4 separate regions of the Mus musculus genome follow, and all the other regions are linked to region 3. Evidence: chromatin contacts called from public promoter capture Hi-C data. All regions are on one chromosome and are shown on one strand. Each heading gives the region's core, a stretch centred on a gene start, on an enhancer-like site or on the middle of the called end of the contact. The rest is flanking DNA. Distances are from core to core; before and after follow the strand shown.

What was found. Promoter capture Hi-C pulls out the DNA fragments that hold promoters and counts their contacts.
Region 1: a contact with region 3 is called in a promoter capture Hi-C map of pre-B cells, with 2.5 times the contacts expected there. The contact joins the promoter of Rnf43 here to the promoter of 4930556N13Rik in region 3. A contact is called at or near these places in 3 of 39 promoter capture datasets (hippocampal neurons, liver and pre-B cells) and 1 of 115 datasets of contacts at active chromatin or transcription factors (kidney).
Region 2: a promoter capture Hi-C map of embryonic stem cells shows a contact between it and region 3, with 4 times the contacts expected there. The contact joins the promoter of Supt4a here to the promoter of 4930556N13Rik in region 3. A contact is called at or near these places in 2 of 39 promoter capture datasets (both in embryonic stem cells) and 1 of 9 other capture datasets (embryonic stem cells).
Region 4: a contact with region 3 is called in a promoter capture Hi-C map of the C10 cell line, with 4 times the contacts expected there. The contact joins the promoter of 1110028F11Rik here to the promoter of 4930556N13Rik in region 3. A contact is called at or near these places in 4 of 39 promoter capture datasets (the C10 cell line, cranial neural crest, hippocampal neurons and 1 more).

Annotation. Positions count from the first base shown.
Region 1 is chr11:87,661,837-87,664,548 of GRCm38.p6, forward strand. It overlaps Rnf43 (ring finger protein 43), which reads left to right and starts at 1,251. Exons shown (of 10, transcript NM_172448.4): 1 at 1,251-1,386; 2 at 2,300-2,712.
Region 2 is chr11:87,736,283-87,738,982 of GRCm38.p6, forward strand. Supt4a (SPT4A, DSIF elongation factor subunit) reads left to right here and starts at 1,269. Exons shown (of 5, transcript NM_009296.2): 1 at 1,269-1,386; 2 at 1,885-1,991. The coding sequence starts at 1,318.
Region 3 is chr11:88,850,348-88,853,047 of GRCm38.p6, forward strand. 4930556N13Rik (RIKEN cDNA 4930556N13 gene) reads left to right here and starts at 1,257. Exons shown (of 5, transcript NR_126433.1): 1 at 1,257-1,489; 2 at 1,855-1,936. All of the region lies in intron 1 of Akap1 (A kinase (PRKA) anchor protein 1), which reads right to left.
Region 4 is chr11:87,698,206-87,700,947 of GRCm38.p6, forward strand. 1110028F11Rik (RIKEN cDNA 1110028F11 gene) reads left to right here and starts at 1,319. Exons shown (of 2, transcript NR_045139.1): 1 at 1,319-2,742. The region is part of intron 2 of Rnf43 (ring finger protein 43); the gene reads left to right.

The DNA of each region.
Region 1 (2,712 bases), core at 1-2,500, 1.2 Mb before region 3:
TATGGGTGTTTTGTCTGCAGTGCCTGTGGAGGCCAGACAAGGGTGTTGAATTCACTGGAAATGGAGTTGTAGATGGTTGTGAGCCACCATGTAAATGTTGAAAACTAGACTTCAGCCCTCTGGATGAACAGGCAGCCAGTGCTCTTAACCACTGAGCCACTGCTCCAGCTCCAAGCATAGGTTTAATGCTTAGCTTCTATATGCAGACTAACTTAGAGTCTTACACTGGAAGAATAGGTTTGACCCAAAGAGTAAGAGAGAAATAACAGATTCCAGACTTCTGACAGCAACCTGATTCGAGAGATCCATCCAGGTGCAGTTTAGGCAGAACTACTGAACGTAGTAAGAACTGAAGAAAAGCTATGCAGAAGTCTTTATTCACAGTGGCAGACATAAGCAACAAGTACTCAGTATAAGATCTCTCAATTCTGGCTTTGTGCCATTTGTAGACACTAAAACATGGGAAGAATAGAGATCTATTTGAATTTGTAACTGCAAGACTTTGCGCCGTTCTTTTGTCTTTTGGATGTCTTTGTTTTCTGTTCCGTTCCTCATACCGCCGTCAGTGTGCTAGTGCTTACAGAATAGACACATTTGGGTGGCCCTGATTTATCTCCTGTGGGGAAAGGTAAGGACTGATTGAACTGCATGCAGTTGGGCTGTCGCTCACTAGGGGGAGTAAAAGAGCAAGAGACAGAAAGAGACCGAGAGAAGACTTTTGGTTAAATTAGTGAGTGCGTGCACCAAGAGGAGGAGGGGCCGGCTTGCGTGTAGCGGCTCCACCCTCACTTTGTCAGCAGGTAGAGAGCGTGATTGCAGTCCCAGGGGAAGAAGTCAGAGCTGGTACACCAATTACAAACCACAGGTTTCCTGCTGTAGGGAGCTGATCCAGAATTGTCTTTCTTGAAAGGAAGCACTTCAACCCTGCCTCCTCCTGAACTTCCAAGTCCGTCCATGATTCAGGGATACCGTCTTCTCCCTCTGGGATATTCTGTGATTTGGGTAGTGACTGTTCTATTTGCTGCTTCGTTTCTCATCTCTTCCAAGATATTCCGTACAGAGGCGGAGGGAGAAGACTTTTGTTAGATTTTAGAGATGATTTTGGCTCATCTTTAAGCATTTCCAGAGTTCTTGAGGAGGACAGTAGCTCTCGTCTTGGAATAAGTTTTTGCCTGATCTGCGTGGATTACTTTTTCGGGCTTCGGAATTTCTCAGCACCTACCTGTAGTGCGAGCACTTGGTCTGATTGCAGAGTGAGAAGGTGGAAGCCGGAGCCGTACTGGGTTAAGCAGCTCAGGTCTTTTTTTAAAGCAGGATTTATAAATGCACAATTGAATTTGTTTCATCCCCGTGCCGTGGACTCCAGTGGGCCCGACAGCGCAACAGGTTTGCAGATTTCTTTTGAAATTCTTTCGTGTTTTCTCCCTCCCTCTGTCTCAGCGAAAGTAAAGAATCTATAGAACAGGTTTGCGTTCAGACGCTTGGCTTTTCAGCACTTACTCTGAAGACTTTATAGGATTTTTAAATGACTTCAAAAGGCAGCATACTTTGTGGGTGAAGTGTATTTATAGTTACTTAAGGGTGCGCATTTTAAAAATCTGATGTTTATAAAGAGTCCAAAGTTTCCTAGGAACATAGAAATAACCCAGGTCTCCTCAGCCTGATTTTTTTCAGGGCGCTCAACTTAGAGCCTCTCTACCCCCCTATCTTTTATTCTCCGCCCCCTCAAGGAATTTGAAAACTTAGGAATAGTCCTTTGTTTTTCTCCTGAATCTAGAAGATTACAGATTGTAAAGTCTGGATGTGTTTCCACAGCATTCTGAGGAAAGTCAAAGCGCTTGGCATTCTCAGACTGGAGAATAAACTCTGGGATCCCTAAACGAGAAAGGAAAGTGGAAACAGAAATATGAATTTTAGCTGGGAAAATAATTGCAAAGCTAAACTTTTCAAGTATCTCAAAAGGGAAGTTGGAAGAGATTTTGATACTCAGATTAATTGTGTCGTATGTCAAAGATATATGAATTTGTGCCTAATTTTACAGGCACTTTTGGTGGAACACACACACACAAAATAATATATTGTAGTTCTTTAAAAGTATATAAATTCAGTAGGCCTAGAACTCTGGACTATGCTGAAACACAATTTAGCATGGACATTTTAATTAAGAGTATATGCTTCAGCATCATTAGACATCCCTCCAGGTGGGGCCTGATTAGTTCCCACTCTTCCCCTATTCAAAAGAAAACCTCCTCATGGACTTTAGCCATTTATGGTTGACATTTTTTTCTGGCTTAAAAAGGGCAGCATGTCTTCGTGTTCTGAGCTGAAGTTCCTCCCTCACCTCCGATGCGCTGCTTTAGCCGTTTACTGACCTTGTTTTCTTCATCGGCCTCGGGTTTAGTGCCTCAGGAATCTGATACATATGGAAGACCAGCAGCAAGTGATCTGACATAATACCAATCCATGTTTGTATCTAAAGCACATTTGGAAATTCCAAAGAGAAGAGGTGGCATTTCTGTATTCGCAGTGACGATGGGAGAAAAGGACATACCTGCCCCAGAGGTGGGCTGAAAAGGCCATCTTCTGCTCCCAATCAGGAATACCCCCTGTGCTTGGGAATCTACGTTAGAAAAAGGAAGGACCAGAATCTGACTTGGCTCTCTGAAACGGAGGGCTAGCACTTCTCCCCATTCGTTTTCTGCATTGAGGACC
Region 2 (2,700 bases), core at 19-2,518, 1.1 Mb before region 3:
AAAAGAGATTTCCCGGTGCTAGAAAGTATCTAAAACCCAGTCACTGAACCCCATGTGGATGCAGTTTGGGATAAAGCCTAGAATCAGTCTTGCTGTCCCTCAGTTTCAATGAGAAGGGCTGGAAGGACAGAACAGCGGGATTGCAACTATTTATATCCCAGCGCTCCAATTCAGATAAACACAAATGACCAGGCTTTTGCCTACATTCCAAGAGCCTTTGCTCTGTTCACACCGCACCAGACCTCGTATTTCTGTATGGTTTGCTCAGGATATTATCTCGGTGCCATTTAAGGAGACAAGGAGGAATTTTGTGTCCTACACAGTAAGCACATTGGCAGCTGGGGTGGGGTTAGAGTATGAGAAGTGAGATACCTAATCCACAGATGTTCCCATGGAATTATGTCTAAATGTGCCGAGAGTTTTACAAAGCGTAAATTATGAGCCAGGCGCGCAATCGAGAGGCTTTTAGGAGGAATTAAATACGCGTTTCCCTCTATCCAACACGCCTCCCCTTTCCCCGTCGGCACGGCTCAAGCTAGCATTCCTGGGGACCGCAAACGAAACCCTATCACGCTCTCCCAGTTACAAGAAGGGGTGGGGCCTCGTCGGGTTTTTGTCTCTGCAGGCGTCCAGAAAGGCAAGACTCATTGCCTCGAGCCTTAAAACAACCTAGCGCGAAGCGGCGGGCTTGTATTCTGAGCATTCCGGACACTGAGACGAGGGGCTTGTGTCAAAAAGTCAAATACCCGGGCGTGGTGGTGCGCGCCCATAATCCCAGAACTCCGAAAGTGAAGGCAGGAAGATCAGGAGTTCAAGATCACCGTCCCGTACTCAGAGGCCAACTTAGGAATTAGCATTGTCTCAATAAATGAGCAAACAAAATAAAACAAGCAGACAAAACAATCTAGGTTTTCCTCGGGAGTCTGAAGAGCACTCAGGCCAGAGCATTTTGGGCTCCATCAAAAGGCCCGCGTCGCGAGGCGCAGTCCCGCCAGTCGCCCCGCTCCACGCTTCCTGCGCATGCTCCAACCTCCCCCAGCTGCCCCGCCCCTACGGGCGCATCAGCTCCCAGCGCGCGCGCCGTCTTCCGCTCGCTCTCGCGAACCAGGTGACGGGCGCGCGCGCGGCCCAGGTGACCGGGCGGCCCCGCCCAGCGCTCCCGCGGGAGGAACCATCTTCTCCACGGGGAGGGAGGGGCGGGGCCTGCGATGGCCGGCACCGGAAGCGGAAGCTGCGTGCCCGACGCGTCTGGCATTCTGGGTAATGGTCTGTTTACTTCCTGCGGCTGGAGGAACCTGTGTTGTCGTATCGGTGAGGATGGCCCTGGAGACGGTACCAAAGGACCTGCGGCATCTGCGGGCTTGTTTGCTGTGCTCGTTAGTCAAGGTGTCCGTTGGGGCCTTGGTTGTAGGAGCGATCGGGGAGGCGAAACGGGAGAAAGAGGGTGAAATGGGGCCAGACACAGGAAAGGAAGGCTCTGAGATTCGGGGAGTGGGAAGCCCGAAAGCCTAAGGGAGCCGTTGTTTCCGTCCACGGAACGCGAGCCGGGTGGCTGTGCCTACTGGGGGCTGCGTTGCAGTTCTCGGCATAACTGAGCACAAGTTTGTCTCCCCGACAGACGTTCGGTGAACTTGCTGTGGTGGACTGGAAAGACACTAGGAGCCAGAGCAGCCGAGAGAGTAGCAGGAGAGGGTACCTGACCCCAAAGAGGCTAGAAAATATGTAAGCTGAATTAGGGACGCGAGCAAAAAGGTATGAGGGTGGAGTTTAGGAACAGTTTGGAGAGGAGAGGGTGTTGGGTTGTATAGAAAACGAAGAGGTTGGCTTTGTTGAAATATTAAGGCGTTGTTCATGCTCATACTTGCTTTTTTTTTTTCTTTCCAGACTATAGACCAGTTCGAATATGATGGGTGTGACAATTGCGATGCATACCTACAAATGAAGGGCAACAGAGAGATGGTTTATGACTGCACCAGCTCTTCATTTGATGGGTAAGCCCCTTTCACGCGCCTTTGTTTACTTCTGCACCCAGAAAGTTAATATGGGATAGATTTTTGAGGTCATAAGACTAGCTGGTCTCAGCAGTTCTGAGAGCTAGTCTATGTGTCCAGCCCAGTAGCTGTAAACTTTTGTAGTGTAAGACCCCCTTTCGGGGACCCCCGCTCTAGTCTCAGGAGTGTGAGAGCACCCAAAGAAACACGAGGACCCATCTTGCTGTAATTACATGAGGACGTTTAATTACGGAGCTCCGGACCGACATGTATCCCACACAGGAGATAACGGATGCCGGCCACGAGGCTCGAAAGCTTGGGGGTTTTATGGGGTAAGGGGCTTAGGGGTGTGGAATTGAGCATAGCGACACACTATTGGCTTATTCAAACATTAACAGAAAGATTACATGTACGTGCAGGGTGTCAGAGTTCTGTGAGTAGTTGACTCAGTTCAGATAGCCCTGTTATGTCCTCACATTCCCCTTTATCTTATGGTCAAGATGTTCCCAGGAATGTTTTAACTATGGGGCATACCCAGGTTTGTTTTTCTCTTTTCTCAGCCCCAGGCAGCCTCTAGGCTCACAAACAACCAGCAATTTCTGAGTACTTTATATGACTTACAGGTCTTGAAATTTCATCTTTCTTTCAGTAGCTACTGAGTACTTGACATGTGGCTAGTTCAAATTCGAATATGCTTAAGTGTCAAATA
Region 3 (2,700 bases), core at 7-2,506:
AGACACTCTCACTCTCTCTCTCTCTCTCTCTCTCTCTCTCTCTCTCTCTCTCTCTCTCTCTCTCTCTCTCTCTCTCTCTCTCTCTCACACACACACACACACACACACACACCTACACAAGTCTCGGTGGAGCCCAGAAAAACTTTTTCAAAGATCTGGATTAGGACTGGATAGATGAGCCGGGCGTGGTGGCACACGCCTTTAATCCCAGCACTCGGGAGGCAGAGGCAGGTGAATTTCTGAGTTCGAGGCCAGCCTGGTCTACAGAGTGAGTTCCAGGACAGCCAGGGCTGCACAGAGAAACCCTGTCTGGAAAAACCAAAAAAAAAAAAAAAAAAAAAAAAAAAAAAAAAAGGACTGGAGAGATGGCTCAGTAGTGAAGGGTACTTCTGCTCTTCCAGAGGACATGGGTTCATTTCCCAGGACACATAAGGAAGTGTATAGCCATCAGTTCCAGGAGATGACCCCCCCCCTTTCTGGCCTGCCTAGGTACCAGGCACACATGCAGTGCTCATACATATATATTCAGGCAAAAGCTCATCTCATACACATAAAATAAAAATAAGCTAATCTTTAAGGCAAGGATTTCTATAGGCTGCTACAGATACAGGGGAGAGGTGACCTTTTTATGGTTCTGATGTTTTTAAGGGTAGGAGAGGGGAGCAAAGTCCCTGGGCAGAGCCTGAAGGTGTCCTAGGAGCTGACCTAAAGAACTGGCGAGAAGGCCTGGCAGTCTCGTCAAGTGGGGCAGATCACCAGAGGTAACGGCTGACTGCGGCGATCCCCATGTGATTTCTGGCCAACACTGGCAGTCAGGCACTTAGCCATAGGAGGTTACTGAGCACTGAAGTATGACAAATGCGACTGAAAAACCTCAATGTCTAGTCTTATGTAAAGTCAGTTTAAATATCCACACGCTGGTGGCGACAGCTTGGGTGACAGCAAGTACTAGAAGGTTTCCCCAGAAAATCCCAGGACATGAGAGGTCCTGCCTAGCACCAACCTTGCTGGCAGAGTGCAGTTCTGGGGGTGATGGTGAGCCTGGGCCACTCTCCCGCGGCAGCATGGCTGAGGCCCAGGGTCACAGAGATGGAGCCATGCCTCAGGCCCGCTGGTCTTAGCCTAGCCCGGGTGTTCCCTTCATCCCTGGGGGTCTGAGCAAGCTGACTCATGCGAGCACCATCAGGATTCCGTGTTAGCTCATAATGGGCTGGCTGGCCCGCCCAAGGTTAGCCCTACACCTCTATTGTGATGGCCTTACAGGGCAGCAAGCCAGCCAGTGCAGGTATGTAGACTGGCAGACAAGACAGACAGATTCACCCTAGGGTAACTAACTCCTTGCACAGGTACAGATGAGCCATCTCCCCAACCAACACCCTGGAACACTTTCTCAGCCTGCTCCACAGCAGGAGGGCAGAAGCTCAAGACCCACTTGGTGAAACTTCTCTGGCCAAAAAGGAAAGCTAAGGTCTAGAACTGAGAGGCCCAGGTAAGACGAGCTGGAAACTAAAACTCCCATTCTAAGCATGGGATCTTCCTTGCCAGCCCAATCAGTAGTTAACTAACTTCCAGCTTAAAGAATCTGGTTAAAAGGGCTTAGCTGTTGAGAGCACTGGCTGCCCTTACATAGGACCTGGGTTCAATTCTCACTACCCACACCGTGGCTCAAAACCTTCTTAGACTGGAGTCCCAGAGGCTCTGATGCCCTCTTCTGCCTCCTGAAGGCACTGTATCCACGTGGTGCACATACACACATGCAGATAAAATACCTACACACATAAAATTTAAAAAACCTTGGTAACACAAAGGAACCAACCAACCAATCAGGAACAGAGTGTCCACCTCTCCTTGCAGACAGGTCCAGCGCCTCAGTCCTTTCTAGTGATGTGAGAAAGCAAACTCTCCTACAGTGGTCTCCCCAGTTACTTCATCTCAGGTAGGGGTGTGGTTTGGGGGTTTTGTTTGTTTGTTTGTTTTAAGCACAACCATTTATTGTTATTGTTGTTTTTTAGTATTTTTTTTCAAGACAATGTTTCTCTGTGTAGCCCTAGCTGTCCTATAGACCAGGCTGTCCTGGAACTCAGACATCCACCTCTGCCTCTCTAATGCTAGGATCAAAGGTATGCACCACCATGCCTTTGCACAGGGGTGTGGTTTTTGAAAAGTTTGAAGGCTGTGTCCAGTCCCTCCTGGCCCCCATCTTGGTCTCTTTATTATTGCCTGGTTTTTACGAGAGAATTCTGTCAGGCTCTAGGGGGTGATTACAAAGCAGATTCAGGAATGCACTCCTGGGTACATGGAGTTCTCACCTCACCACAGAAGGTACCACACAGGCCTGCTCCAAAGATATGAGCAGTGATCTGACAACAGGCTTGCTTAAAAGACAGGAGGATCACGAGTTAGAGGCCCTGTCTCAAGACCAAGCAAATAAAAACCAAATGGTATGTGGCTTCACAAGAGGTAAGTAAGGAAAGATATTGATGTGTGGCTAACGATGCCAGCAACGGAGAAATCACAAAGGCAGAAGAGAAAAACTCTATTCAATAAATATGTATTGACAAGTCCAAGTACCAGGCAGGGTAGGGCAGAAATGAGTGAGAAGCTCTGAACCTTCCACAACATTTTTGGAGGTGAATACCCGTGACCTCTTCCCTAGTGAGCTGCTCTGCTGCCCACGCTGCCAAGGACTGGTCCAAGGGG
Region 4 (2,742 bases), core at 69-2,568, 1.2 Mb before region 3:
GTAAAGTAGAATAAAATAAAAGTGAAGGTATGCAAATAGACTTCTGTGGCTTCGCCCAATAACCAACTTATTGCATCTTAAGTGGGAGCAAGGTCTGGACCATTCCTGTTGGCTGACGTAGCACTGGATTGAGTTCCAGACTCACTTAGCTTCTCTTTCAATTGTTTGCTATTTTAAAAAGTGCTTAGTGGGTAATTCAAGCAAACACACTCTTGGGAGACCAAAAGCTCAGGCTTTTAATATCAATAAAGCATTCATTTATTGATCATTATGTTAGGACACTGCTGCGTGAGATATGAAGACAAGCCTCCCCTGGAGTGATACTCTCATGAAATAAAGCAGAAAGGAAAAAAAGATAGTATATAATAGTTTAAAAGGACACAAGACATTTGGGGCATTTCTGAGATTCCCCATGAAAGAAGCAGTGCATACATGTGTATACACTTGAAGGCTTAGTGGGGCTTGCATAGGTCATATTCCAACAGAGTGTGAGAACTGTCAGACCATTTGTTTTGGACAAGAGGTACACTCAGGAAAGAAACAGGGATGACACCAAGGAGACAAACAGAAGTCATACTTTGTAGCCATACTGTGTGTGGAAATAGCTAGTGCCTTAAATATGGGACCATTTCTACAGTGAGCTTTTTGGATACTGTTCTCTTTTAAAATTTATTATTATTATTAATTTATTTATTTATTGTGAAATGAGCCAATTCAAGCCAAATCAGATTATATTAAATGCAGGTTTATTGGGAAGCTGCTCTCAGGAGGGTTCTCTGGCCCCGAGGACAAAGACCAGAGAAGTCACCATGGGAAAGGAGAGAGAGAGAAGTGGAAAGAGAAATCGAGAAAGAGAACTCTCAGAGAGAGGGAGAGGAGGAGAGGGAGAAGGGAAAGAAAGAGAGGCCCAAAATGTCTGGATTATATAGGGAAGAACAGCTGGGGGAAGGACAGCCAGCCCCTGGGCTGGAAAGTTCAGGGTTGGGAGCAGGATATGCCAGCTAGGGACTGAAGGATGCAGGAAGAACCCGGAGGCTCCAGGTCTGCTTTGATGCCTGAAATCTGCACCTCCGTCCCTTGTTCCAGGGTCTGAAACCAAACAGTTATTGTTACTGTTTTATTTTATTATTGTTGTTATGATAATAATAACTATTATTATTATTATTGTTGTCGTTCATGTTGTTATTGTTACTATTATTATTATTATTAGCAGGCCAGGAACTCACTCTGTAGACCAGTCTGGCCTTGAACTCACAGAGTTCCACCTGCCTCTGCCTCTTCAGTGCTGGGATTAAAGGCATGCGCCACCATACCTAACCGATGAACTTTATTTTTAGTTGTGTATGTGTACCTGTACTTGGGTGCACACATGTGAGTGTGGATGCCCTTGAGACCAGAGGCACCACATCTCCCTGGAGCTGTAATTACAGGCAGTGTGAGCCTCCCAGCACAGCACTAGGAACTTAACTCAGATTCTCTGCAAAAGCAATACACACTTCTTAACTGCTTAGGACATCTCTCTGGGCCTACTCCCCCCCCCCTCTTTTTTTTTGATAGAGATTCAGATAGGGAAGATCCATCACATCTTAGAAGTGCCAGAGTTGAAATGCAAAACCAAGTTTACTGCTTCCGGGGGCTGTACAGCAAACCTCGAGTTGATAGGCCAAGGTCTGAACTTAGTTCAGAAGATTGTTCATATCTGGACAGAGCAACGATGGAGCTAGAGTATTTAGTTTAGGAAGATTGTTCGTACAGTGAAACAGAGACTGTTAGAAGGTTGAGAGACTGGCTGGAGCCTCTGACTCTAGGGACAGAAAGGGTAGTTCTCCAAGACTAGTGATTAGATACAGGAAGGATTCATATCGGCTCTGGGTGCTCAGTCTGCGTCTCCAGGGAAAGGGTGGAGACACTAACAAAGGTAAGTCAGACAAGAAGGGTTATTGACTTAGGGTGGCGTGCTGGGAGGAGGTGATGCTTAAACCTGAGTTCGGGGGTACCATTAAGACAACAAATGACGTCTAGTGGGCCTATGGAACCACAGGCCAGATTGCCCTTAGAGACCTGATGTAGCAATCATCTGGAAACACTAGAGTGTATGGGAACTCCTGAAGAGAGTGCCTACTAGAGATGAGCGCGCATTTCCTCAGGAAGTGTGGGTGTATTTCCATGAGAGGCAAAGGAAAGGAAGAAAGAAAGAGGAAAACATAACAAAGAGAGGGTAGTCAGAAGAGCAGCACCAGCCCAGCCACTTGTCACAGACAGCGAGAAGGATCCAGACAGAGTCCAGGCTCAGAGTCACCAAGGGACACATCTCTGCAATTAGTGTTGGTCTCTTTCTCAAGAAACAATGGATGGACACCATTATGTTCAGACACTTTTTTTCCCTCTGTTCTCAGCTCTGTTTATGGAGGCAATGAGTCAGTCAAGAGGGCCGTTTTCCTAGTAAAGATGCGTTTAGTTACCATACTCTTAATTTGCACTCGTGAGAAACTCTCAATTTTATTGCCAACAAATTAAAGTAAAAATGCACAGGCTTTTATCACATCACTGGAGAGCAGTTGATTGGCCTTTGGGTCTCTCCCACTCCTCCAAGAAAACTCTTGTAAAGTTCTTGGCTCTTTCACTCTGTGCTTCCCTGTGTGGTCTACCAAGCACCCTTAGCTTGAATCTATGAAGTCAATGGGCAGGATCCAGTCACAAGCTCAGAGCTCACTGTGTTGTCTCTTCAGTCTTGAGATAACC